Linked DNA regions of Ovis aries: region 2 is linked to region 1. The links are chromatin contacts, called in public Hi-C maps. All regions are on one chromosome and are shown on one strand. Each heading gives the region's core, a stretch centred on a gene start, on an enhancer-like site or on the middle of the called end of the contact. The rest is flanking DNA. Distances are from core to core; before and after follow the strand shown.

What was found. A called contact is a pair of places that touch in the nucleus more often than the background predicts.
Region 2: a contact with region 1 is called in a Hi-C map of retroperitoneal adipose tissue, with 1.9 times the contacts expected there. The contact joins two enhancer-like sites. A contact is called at or near these places in 8 of 16 Hi-C or Micro-C datasets (blood, hypothalamus, liver and 4 more).

Annotation. Positions count from the first base shown.
Region 1 is chr13:66,974,532-66,980,575 of ARS-UI_Ramb_v3.0, reverse strand. It overlaps LOC105606890 (a long non-coding RNA gene), which reads right to left. Exons shown (of 4, transcript XR_009595966.1): 3 at 4,307-4,371; 4 at 3,733-4,046. Among named protein-coding and RNA genes, the nearest start is that of TGM2, 52 kb to the left of the region's middle. Within about 2 kb of position 2,910, at least 8 of the 54 cell types and tissues checked have an H3K27ac peak or open chromatin away from gene starts, as enhancers often do.
Region 2 is chr13:67,082,471-67,088,795 of ARS-UI_Ramb_v3.0, reverse strand. KIAA1755 (KIAA1755 ortholog) reads left to right here. Exons shown (of 16, transcript XR_009596116.1): 10 at 1,409-1,507; 11 at 2,390-2,538; 12 at 4,236-4,374; 13 at 5,602-5,724. Among named protein-coding and RNA genes, the nearest start is that of KIAA1755, 31 kb to the left of the region's middle. Within about 2 kb of position 3,620, at least 7 of the 54 cell types and tissues checked have an H3K27ac peak or open chromatin away from gene starts, as enhancers often do.

The DNA.
Region 1 (6,044 bases), core at 1,661-4,160:
TGATCAATACATTTGAAAATTTAAATGAAATGGACCACAACTTAGAAAGGTACCTTATACCAACTTTGGCGCAAGACAAAATAGAGACCCTAGAGAATCCTCTAACAATTAAGAGCCCTGAGAATCTCTTTCATTAAGAAACCTTCAGGTCATCACTGGCATATTCTATCCAACATTCAAGGAAGAAACAATTTTAGTTTTCTGGAGACTAGAAAAAGAGTAATATAATCCCTAATTCATTTTATGAGATTAACATAACCCACAGACCAGAATAGCACAAAGATAAAGCAAGAAAAGAAAGTTACAGGCCAATTTTATTTATAAATATAAATGAAAATATCCTTAATAAAGTGTTAGCCACAAAAATCACTATATAAAAGGATGCTACAAAAGTAGGCTAATCCCAGAAACACAAAGTTAATTCAACAATAGAAAATCTATTCATACAAGTCAGCACATAAACTGATTAAAGGACAAAAACTCCATTCAGAAAACCATTTGATTAAAAAATGAACATTTATTCATTATTTTAAAACTAAAAAGGTGATAATCTACAACATTATGAACAGAAGGAAATTTCCATGCTTTGCTAAAGACTATGTCTGTGGCTACCATAATTAATGGTAAAATATTGCAAGCTTTTCCTCTTGAGATCAGATGCCTACTGCATCCGTTTTATTCAACATTTTACTGGCAGTTTTATCCAGTGCAGTGAGACGGGAAAAAGAAATGAAAGATGTAAGATTTAGAAAAGCAATGAAAGATGTAAGATTTTGAAAAGAAATAAAAATCATCTTTCAAAGGTGCTACAGTTAATACGTATAAGAGGAAGGCAAAATGTTCTACAACTATGTTATCTAAATTAACGAGAAAATGTAGCATTTTTATTGGACTCAAAATGAACATATTACAAATATGTTTCCATAGAACCATCCACTGAATTATTGAAGGAAGCTACCACAGGGAAGATTTGCCCTTGGAGGACAAGATCTTCTGAACATTCGGAGATAAACCTGTGGGAAAGGTTTACTCCGTGTGTGAGTGAGCTTCCTTTCAGTGGAAGGGTTCAAGCAGGGACAGGATGAGCTGCGTCCAAGGGGGCTAAAGGCTGGTTCTCCCCAGGCTGGACCTCAGCTCTTCTCACACTTGGCCCCAGGAGGCAGCCTCTCTCCTTTCTTTTGGCTCTTGTCAAAATTTACTTAATGCTTCTGGCAACGGAGGTAAAATGAGCCAGGATTTACGGCTCCAGAACACAATTGCTAATCTTATCACTGTCCACTCCCCTTGCCTAGACTCCCCTTTCAGAGAAAACCCACAACGATATTTCTCTTGCCCTGCCTCTTGCCTTCCATCCCCACCCCACCAGACTTATCTACCAAGTCCAAGTTCTCTGGCAAACAAAACAGCTCCCCCGAGGGGATGGGTGTTGGCCTCAGGGTTTTCCACAAGGGAAAACTGGAGAAGGTTCACCCTGTTCAAAACCTTCCAAGGCTCCCTGCTGCCTAGAGTCAGGGCTTTTTCCCCACCACCACAGATCCCTTGTGAAAGGCAAATCCTTCCTTGCAAACAGCACTCTACTGAGATTTACTCTGTGTCCAGCACTGGGCTAAGGCTTGACTTCACTGACCCCCCCATTAGACCCCATGAGGTAGGATCTATTATTAGCTCCAGGTCACTAAGTGAGAGCTTGGAACTGGGTCAGTCTCACTTTGAGCCACACAGTCTGAAACACCATGTTAATCTGTTTTTTTTGTTTGTTTGTTTCTTTTTGTTTTTCCCCCCACATTATTGTCTTCCTTCCTTCCTTTTTTTTTCTTTCTTGGAGTATAATTGCTTTACACTGCTGTGTTGGTTTCTGCTGTTCAACAAAGTGAATCAGCCATAAATACACATATTTTCCCTCCCTCCTGAGCCTCCCCCCCACCCCCCATTCCACCTCTCTAGATCATCACAGAGCACCGAGCTGAGCTCCCTGGGCTACACAGCAGCTTCCCACGAGCTGTCTGTTTTCTCACTGAGAGTTTATATAAGTCAGTGCTACTCTCCCAGTTTGTTCCACACTCCGTCCCTAGGTCCACATGTCTGTTCAGCATCTCTATTCCTGCCCTGCAAATAGGTTCGTCTGTACCATTTTTCTAGATCCCGTACATATGTGTTGATATGCGATATTTGTTTTTCTTGGTTTGGTTTTTGTAACTGTTTTCCAAGTGAAGTTCGACATAGTCCTTTAAAGGCACAGCAGGGAGCAGTAGAGCTGCTCTCATGCCTGGACTGCTAGGACTGCTAGACTTTTCCACCTCATCCCCCGAAGCAGCTCCCTCAACGGGCACTCAGCCACCAGATCCACCGTCCTCACAGGAGGGGCCCAGGAGGCAGAGACTTGTGGCTGCAGACCTTGGAGTCCGACCTGTGCTCTCTAGTTACCTGAGCTTAAGCTTTGGTTTTCTCACCTGCAAAATGGGGCTAAGGCCTTCCTGCTTTTTTAGGGTTTTAGTGAGGATTAGACGTGATCACTAATGTAAGGGTTCATCACCTGGGAGATGCTCCTTACATATCGCCTGCAGTTATTGGCCGTCTCTGTGGTTTGGGGTAGCCCCTTACCACCTCCTTCTGGCCTCCCTGGTGGCTCAGATGGTAAAGAATCTGCCAGCAATGTGGGAGATCTGGGTTCAGTCCCTGAGTTGGGATGATCCCCTGGAGAAGGGAATGGCGACCCACTCCAGTATTCTTGCCTGGAGAATTTCATGGACAGAAGGGCCTGGAGGGGCTAAAGACCACAGGGCTGCAAAGAGTCGGACACGACTGAGCAACTTTCACTTTCACCTTCTGGTCTTTCAACACCATAAATCAAGGGCCATGATCTCTAGAAAATGCTGTGACCCAGGAGCTGAGGCAGCTCTGACCCCTGCCGGGGACATGGCCACAGAGCCTCACTGGCTTTCCTTGCAGCTGTAGCATCCGGGCTGATGTAGGGAAGCATGGCTGTGAATAAATCTGTCAGTTTCCTGGATGCCCCCCATCTTCCCCACCCCTGTCGGGGACCCCTGCCTCATAGGAGGGCTGAAGCTAGCTGGCAGCAGAACCACATGTTGGCTGAGCTGCTAGGGAACTCTGTAATGAACTGTCCCTCAGGCTGGAGGCGTTAACCTTGCTGCCTGGGCCCTGGGGTTAACCCTTTCCCTTCACAGCCCCAGAGAAGCTAAGAGCAGAGCACATGTGAGGGAGGACCATATTGATTATCCCTTGCTGCCGAAGAAATTACCCGCACATTTAGCAGCTGGAAATAAATAACTAATAACATTCAGCTTCTGTGGCTCAGGAATCTGAATGTGGCGTCACTGGGAGGTTCTGGGTCAAGAGATTTCACAAGGCAGGAAGCAAGATGGCAGACACGTCAAGGCTTGACTCTGGGAGGATTGGATTCCACCCTCACTTGTGTAGCTGTTGGCCAGCTTCTGAAGAGCTATGACCCAGTTCACTCACACGTGCCTGTGCACGGAACTGCCTCGTGTCAAGGCAGCTGGGCTCCCCCCATACCTTCCCCTGCTCCGCCTCTGTGTAAGAGGTGAAGAGGGAGAAAGACAAGCATCCAAGCTGGAAGGCACAGACCTTTAATAACCCACCCTCTTCACCCACCACTTGTGATGCTATTGCAGGAAGGGGGATCCTTTCCTGGGCCGAGAGTGGACTCTTGTCTAACACTCGGAAATGAATTGTCTGAGGAGACACACGTGTTGACAGAGCAAGAGGCTTTATTGGGAAGGGTGGCCTGGGAGGGGGGCAGGAGGGTAAGGAGACCTAGGAGGACTCCTCTGCCACATGGCTTGCAGTCCTGGGTTTTATGGTGTTGGAGTTACTTTCTGGGTTGTCTCTGGCCAATCACTCTGACTCAGGGTCCTTCTTGGTGGTGCACACATTGCTCAGCCACGATGAATTCCAGTGAGGATTCTGGGAGGTGGTGGGACACGTGGTGTCTCCTTTGGACCTTTCCTGAACTCTTCCGGTTGGAGGTGGCTCCTTAGTTCCATGTTCCTTTCCAGTAACCCCTGTGGTAACATGTAAAATAACTCAGGCAAACAGTTACTATGGTGCCTGGCTAGGGTGGGCAGTTTCAGTCAGTGCGTTTCCCCTGCCAATGTTTCCTATTTCTTAGCTGTCAGTCAGTAAGCCCAGCCCACACTCGGGAGGGGAATTATATGAGGGTGGGAAAACCAGGAAGCCGGGCGTCACTGCGGACCATCTCACAAGGTGCCCACCTCAGAGGGGCCGCGGCTGGGACACACAGGTAGACCTAAGGCTGACTCACCTTCAGATGAACCTCTGCAGAGCTGGGAGTTGGCCTCGACTCCTCATTCCATCTATCGCCACATCCTGTTAATTCAAAATCCTAAATCGTTTCCGAATGTGACCACTCTGGACTGTAACGGCTCCAGTCAGGCCCGCATCATGTCTCACCAGGATGTCATAACTCCATCACCATCTCCTCACTGGTCCCCCTGTATCTATTCTGCCCCGCTCTGCCCCCACCATCCCTTCCACCATCACCTGTCCCTTCCTAATAGCATTCAGAGGAGTCAAAATGCAGACTTGATGCTGTCTGCCTTTGCTGAGAATGCTTCAGAGGCTCTCCGTGATCCTAAGCATGAGAATTCTCCACAGACAACAAGATTCTGCAGGGTCTGACTCGCCCTGGACCTCGACAGCCTCCCCTCACAGCACTGCTGGCTCCTCTCGAACAGGCCCTGTGCCCTCTTGACCCAGATTTCCCACACGCTGTTCCTCTTCCGGGAACACTTTTTTTTGTACCCTTCACCTAGTCAGACCCTCATTACCCTGGGGATATTGGCACAAGAGTCACTTCCTTGAAGAAGCTGACCCTGTCCAACCCTAACGGAGTTCAAGTCGTCTGTTGAAAACTCATCCTCTAGTTGTAGCGTGTTGCCGGCCCTCTGTGTCTTTATCTGATTGGTCGCTGTCTGTCCTTCCCCAAGACTCTAAGTGCCATGATGGCAGCCACCGAATCTGGTTTTGCTAGCTGCAACCATTGTGCCTGTCACCAGTGGGTGCTTAAGAAACATATATTTAAGGGACTTTCCTGGCAGTTCAGTGGTTAAGAATCTGCACTTCATTTGTAGGGGGTGCATAGGTTCGATCCCTGGTTGGGGAACTAAGATCTCGCATACCACTCGGTGCAGCCAAAACATAAAAAAAAAAAAAAAGAAAAAGAAAAGAAAAGAAACATAGAGAATTTTTTCTAAAACTTAAAGTCCTTGGGAAGATAAAACTACAATTTTAAAACAGAATTCATTAGAATCATAGAATTTTGAGGCTCAAAGGGGGTTCAGAAACTAGCCAGAGGAAATTAAGGCCCAGAGATGGGGAAGGGCTTTCTGGGCTGCAGAATGAGTGGAGACCGAGACAAGAAGACAGACCCCCGGATGACCCCCTCGCCTGCCACTTTCCATCTGCCACGAGCCCCACTAACCTCCTGCTGCTGCTGCTAAGTCACTTCAGTCGTGTCCAATTCTGTGTGACCCCGTAGATGGCAGCCTACCAGGCTCCCCCGACCCTGGGATTCTCCAGGCAAGAACACTGGAGTGGGTTGCCATTTCCTTCTCCAATGCACGAAAGTGAAGAGAAAGTGAAGTTACTCAGTTGTCTCCGACTCTTAGCGACCCTATGGACTGCAGCCCACCAGGCTCTTCCGTCCATGGGATTCTCCAGGCAAGAGTACTGGAGTGGGGTGCCATTGCCTTCTCCGCACTAACCTCCTTTTACCACCTAAACTTCACCAATGGCCCCTGATAAACACTAACATATCACCTCCATCAGTCCTAAGACTCGGCACAAAAACTCCAGAAGCTGCTGACAAAGCCTCCCTTCAGGTAAATTCTTTTCTTAGCTCTGCAACTACCAATTCCAAAGATGCACAGCCAGTCTGAAAACAGCCATTTCACCCCACGTCAAGAACAAGCCCTGCCTTTGAAAATTCTCCATTTGAGGCATTCTCCATTCCTCGCAAGTGGAGCTTTTGACCTTTTGAT
Region 2 (6,325 bases), core at 2,371-4,870, 110 kb before region 1:
TGCACACTGTCAAGAGATTAGTACCAGCCCTGGACCCTACCCACTCTGACAATAGCTTCCTCCAAATGATGACAACCGAAACTGTCTCCAGGCATCACCAGGTGTCCCCTGGCGTGGGAGACCATCCCCACTGAGAACCACCAGTCTCTAGTCTCACATGGCCGTTTGCTTGTTTGGTTTTGGCCCGCGCTCTTCTTTTTAATTGGATCTATTTTCAAACAGACCATACATTCAAAATTCAATTAGTACAGAAGGGTATAAACTGAAAAATCTCTTACCCTACTCGTCCCACAGGCCCCCAGTTCCCCTCTCCAGAGATCTCCAGTTCCTCCAGGGGCTTTTAAACTATATTTTTGCTTTAATGCCTTCCCTTTAAATAGAATCTTACCTATAGACCCAGCCTATAGAGGCTTCCCTGGTCACTCAGATGGTAAAGAATCTGCCTGCAATGCAGGAGACCTGGGTTTGATCCCTGGGTCAGGAAGATCCCCTGGAGAAGGGAATGGCCTTCAGTATTCTTGCCTGGAGAATCCCAAAGAGCGAGGAGCCTGGTGGGCTACAGTCCATGGGTTCGCAAAGAGTTGTACACAACTGAGCGATTAGCATTTTCACTTTCATAAAGCTGATAATGAAGATGACTAAGGATGCTATTCTAAGTGCCTGGCACAAATAAACCCACACAAGCCTCTAGGGCAGGAACTACTGTGCTCCCATTTTATAGAGGAAGTGAGGCACAGAAAGGTTAAGAAACTTGCCCAAGGCCTCATAGCTAGCAAGTGGTAAAGCCAGGCTGAAGTGGGACCCAGAGAAGATGGCCTCCAACCCTGCCATCTCACCCCTCCTACTGTTCCCTCCCCCACTATACCCCAGTGGCCTGGGAGTAGGTCAGACCTGTCCTCTGTCTTTTTCCCTCTCATTTCCAGCATGAGTGGTTCTCAAACTGTGGTCCCTGGACCAGCAGCATCAGCCTCACCTGGGAACCTGTTAGAAATGTGCGCTCTCATGACCCACCCCAGAGAAACTAAACCAGAAACTTGGAGGGAGGGCTCAACCGCCTGGATTAAAAAAAAAAAAAATTCTCTTGATGTGGACCATTTTAAGATTCTTTATTGAATTTGTTACAGTATTTCTTCTAGTTTACATTTTGGTTTTTTGGCCGAGAGGCATGTAGAATCTTAACTCCTCGACCAAGGATCAGACAGACCTGCATCCCCTGCATTGGAAGGCAAAGTCTTAACCACTGGCCCACCAGGAAAGTCCTGCAGCCTGGATTTTAACTGGCTTTCCAGGTGATTCTGATGCAGCTAATGTTTGAGAACCACCAGCCTGCGTGTCCTCCTGGTGGGTGGAGGGGAGCGGTGTCCTCTTCGCAGGCTGACACCCCCACTCTGGGCCTCCTGTCCTGCAGAAGCTGGATCCTTTCCTTGTTGACCTTCGCCAGGCCTCCTGCCTGCTAAAGGCTTCCATCGAGGAGTTTGAGAAGGGTGAGCCCCCTGGAGGGGTGCAGGTGAGCCAGGGGCCAGAAGTGGGGAAACCACAACACACCCCCGATTCCATGGACCAAGGGCTCAGTGAAGGGGCTTTGTTTTCATTCATTCATTCAGCTGATATTTACTGGACAGTTACTATGTGTCATGCCCTGGAGACCCAGCCTGGGGCAGATCGACTTGTCCCTGCCTTCATGGGGCTCATGGTGCAGTGTGAGAGGTCATTAAAAAAAAAAAAGTAAATAGAAATGGACATTTCACTACAAGTGATGCTAAAGGCTGTGAAAGTAAGATTGAGAGTAATGGGGAAGGAGGGTATTGAAGCTGAGCCTTGAAGGATGAGATGGAACCCTGGGAACAGGAACAGGACTGTGCTCCAGGTGGAGGGCAATCATGTTCAAAGCCCTGAGGCGGGGCTGTGCTTGGTATATTTGAGCAAGGAGGCCAGTGTGGAACAAAGTAGGGGAAAAGGAGGAGACCTGCTAGGTCCACAACTGTATCAGGGAGAAGCTGAGTTGGGATTTGATTCTAAATGGAAAGGGAAGCCGCTGGACAGTTCTAAGCAGCAGTGGGATGATCAAATGGGCCCTTTGAGATCTGTCTGGTTGCCATACAGAGAACAGACTGCAGAGGGAGCCAGGGTGCTGTGGGGAAATCAGCAGAGCCCTGGAATGGATGTCCCAGAAAGAGATGATGGTGCTTGGACCAGTGAGGTTGCCATGGTGATGAGAGGAAGCTTGGTTTGAGGAGATGTTTTAGAGATAGAAAGGATGTACTTTCCATAAGACCTTGAATACCAGTTGGGTATTCAAGGGAAGTCAGGCAGAATCAGGGAGTGGGGAGCCCTAGAAGGTTATAGGAGAGTGGGAACTGAGCCTCAGGCTCCTTCCCTACCCTGGCAGGAGGCCTCCAGGTGTCTGAACAAGTCCAAGGAGCTGATGGAGGCCGTGCTAAGGGACCCAGGCCTGATGAGCCTCCAGCGGGAAGGCGGAGCCACCCTGGCCAGGCTGAGACAGGAGGGCAGCAGGCTGAACTTCAACCCGGACGTCAGGTATGGGCACCAGGCTTTTCCTCCCCTCCCCCATCCTGTTCCCCGGGCTGGGACCCAGAGCTGGGGCCACTTTGCTGAGGGGACACATAGGGTGGGCTCTGAGGATGTCTGGGATGGGGTGTTTGCAGTCCCCATACCCCGAGCTGAGGCTTCTACCTTGGCAAGTCCCTTCTCTGTGACCCTCCTAAGCCCAGACATTGGAGGACAAGCTCCCCCGCTTCCGGTGACCATCATCAACCAAGCACCATCTTTGACCTAAACCTTGGGCTGAGGGCCTTCAAGAGCTTGTCTCTTATTCCTCATAAGATTACATGAGGCCCACATCCTCCGATTTGGCTGATGGATGCTGAGGCTGAGTGAAGGGAAGTAAGAGCTAGGCTTTGTGAACACTAACCCCTGAACTGCCCTGCCTTCCCTGGCAGGGGCCTGAGAGAACTTCGCAGTCTCAGAACCACAGAGCGAACAGTGCACATTCCTAGAAAGCACCAATTTTCTTAAAGTTAGGGATGGGGTGGGGTGCAAATCAGCAATTAAATCAGCCAGCAATTGTAAAAATTTTGTCTCTGTTAGAATCAGCACAATTACAAAGTTTACATAATCTCCCAAGAACGTTTTGGTTATTTAACCAACCCCAAATAGCACTTAGTATGAGCACAGCATTGTTCTACGGGCCTCAAGAATGTCAACATGTTTAATTCCCACCCACAAAGTGGATCCTAGTACCGTCCTCATTTTACAGTGGAAGAGCCTGAAGCTCGGAGAGAGGATAAGTGACTTGTCCAAGGTCACGCAGCCAGGACTTAAACCCAGGCAGCCTGGCCCAGAATCTTGAACACACCACCCTGAACTGTGCCCACAGACAGATTCATGCAGATGTGAGCGCTGGACAGCAGCTCCTGGAGGTGGAGTCATCTCCCTGCCCCTCACATGGCCTGGTGGGGCTGGCACTGCCTTTCCCAGGACACCCCTGCCTGACTGGTTGGGCTCCGGGGCCCCTTTGTTTCGCCATAGGCCCATCCAGACCGCTGGCCACCAGCAGTTCCACGAGGGGGCGCTGTGGTCCCATGTGAGCCACTCTGCGTGTTGGTTCTGCAGCTCCTGCCTGTCCCCAACTTCCTCCCGCCCTTTGCCAGACAGCCTGGCATTTTCCATCCTGTTCACTCACCCGGGGCGCTCACCCATTCCCTGGAAAGGCAGTGACCCATGGGAAGGTGCGGTCAGATGAGGCTCCCTCCAGGAAAATGGACTCTCCTTCCCTCTCCTCTTTTACCTTTTCCTTCTAAAGGATCGCTAGGGCAGAGGAGGGTGCAACCACCTTGTGAAGTGGGTTCTGTTACAGAAACTGAGATGCGGAAAGGGTGAGGAATTTGCATAAGCTCCTCTTACTGGAAGGTAGCAGGCCTGGTGTGTGAACCCAGATCTGTCCAGCTCGGCTCCTACCTTCCTAGGGAAAGACAGGATCATTTGGTTTCCTGTGGCCTCTGGTCCTCCCAGTCCCCCGGAAGGCGGAGGCTGAGGCCCAGAGAGGTGTGGGGACCTGCCCAAGGTCACACAGCAAGTCAGCAGCTGAAGCACCCAGGCCAAGGCCACAGAGTTGGAGGGAGTTAGGGAGGCAGGCCTATGCTGGGCAGGAGTGCAGGGAGTGGGGGCCAAGGGATCAACATCTTGGGTTTTTCTCACCCTCCGTGGCCTCCCAGGAGCCATCTGGCCGAAGCTGCCGCCCTCTACAGCCTTGTGGATGAGCAGCTGCACGTCCTGGCCACTGTGTCCAACCACCTCCTGAGAAGGCTGGAGCTCCGCGTCCGTCTGGGCCGCCTGGAAGCTGCCATCCACCAGGTGAGAGAGGGGAAGGAGGAGGCTGGCCCAGGGACCTGAGGGTGGAAGTGGGGCTCCTGCCACTCCAGGCCCCGCCCCAGCCAGGCGCTTTGCTCTGGTATAAAGATACCAGGTTGGCACTTCTTGGAGAGCCAGGTAGGGGTTCTTGGAGCACACGACATGCACTCCGTAAGGGTGCTTGGTGACTGAGGACATAGCTCGAGACGCTACTTTTTTTTAATGTATATAATTTTGTATATTTATTTATTTCTGGCTGTACTAGGTCTTCATTGCTGCATGGGTTTTTCTCCAGTTGCGGCGAGCGGGAGCTACTCTAGTTACGATGCACAGGCGTCTCATGATGGTGGCTTCTCCTATTGCTGGTTCTAGGTTTGCTGGGCTCACTAGTTGCAGCTCCTGGGCTCTAAAGCACAGGCTCATTAGTTGTGATGCACAGGCTTCGTTGCTCCGAAGCACGTGGGATCTTCCCCAACCAGGGATCAAACCTGTGTCTCCTGCATTGGCAGGCAGTTTCTTTACCGGTGAGCCATCAGGGAAGCCCCCCAGAAGCTGCATTTCTTAAATACCAGCTTTGCCCCAAGCCCTGGGCTGGAGCCTTTGTGACCATCACTTTTCAACCTCATCCCTTACCAGCGACATAGGCAAGACTTTAGGATTTCGCCTACTCACTGATGAGGAAACGGAGTCTGGGAGACGTTACGTCACCTGCCCTTGTCGCACACCTGGGGGTCTGATCCTGGAGCCCACACCGGGCACCATCCTGTCCAAATGCCGGTGCCTAGAGCCACCACCTCCCTGCATGCTCGGGGTCGTGGAGCACAGGGTGCCTGGAGCCAGACGGCTTGGGTTCCAGTACCGGCTCCAGCACTTACTAGTGGTGTGATCTAGACAAGGTACTTAATTATTCAGTGCCTAGGTTTCCTCATCTGTTAAATGGGGGATAAAATTAGTGGCCACGTGGGGCTTTGTGAGGATAAAGTAGGTGAGTATGTGCCCTTTAGGACACCCCAGAATATAAAGAGGACTCGTGGGATCGAGAGCCATTTTACCCCATCTGTCCCTCATTGAATCCTCATGTCTCCAGAATTATAGGGGGGTGTTTCAGGCCAGGTCAGTGGGCCCCCAGATGACTGAGGATAAGACCTCAGCCTCTCATGAAAGCAGGAGGCTGGCCAAGGGATGTTTCCTCAGCAGTCTCTCACATCCAAACCTCCCTCCCTGCTCCAGGTCAGCCACTGGATGGAGCAGGAAGGAAGCCAGTGCCTGCAAGTGCTGACCCCCAAGGACGGAAGCTTGGAGACAGTGGAGAAAGCCCACGCAGAGTTCGAGGACTTCTTCCTTCAGGCTGCGGTGAGTTCCTGAGACTGAGGGACAGGATGGGAGCAGATGGAGAGGACCAGAGCAGGGTGGGGGTGGCACTGCTGGGAAAAGGTGCGAAGGTGGAGAAGTACTAGAAAGCTGCTCGAGACAGTGGGGGAAGCAGCTTGGATCACAAAGGGTTCGGCTTAGATACCGTCTCCTCCAGGAAGCCTTCCCTGACTACCCAGTCCAAAGATAACCAGTCTCAGAATCCCTGATGGATTTCTTAAAATACAGATTCCAGAGTCCTTCTCTAGTCCTACTGAATCAGCTTGGGAGGCAGGGGGAGTCTGCCTCCTCGGTGTGCTGGGCCCTGGGGCCCAGGGCAATTCAGCCCCTGTTTTAACCTTCAGGGAACTTCCAGGCCAGTTTTGTTTGTTTGTTTGTTTGTTTGTTTTTTCGGAGGGTTGGTTGGAGGGGCAACAGGGAAATAGTCAGAAAGGGAACACCGTGGTGACATAGATGAGAAGCCTCTAACTCAGACTCTGGGGTCAGGGAATTTTTCCAGAAGAAGGTGACACTAAGTAGAGTCTCAGTGGGCAAAGTGAACCCTGGGTTCCCATTTTATAGATGAGGAAACTGAGACTCAGGA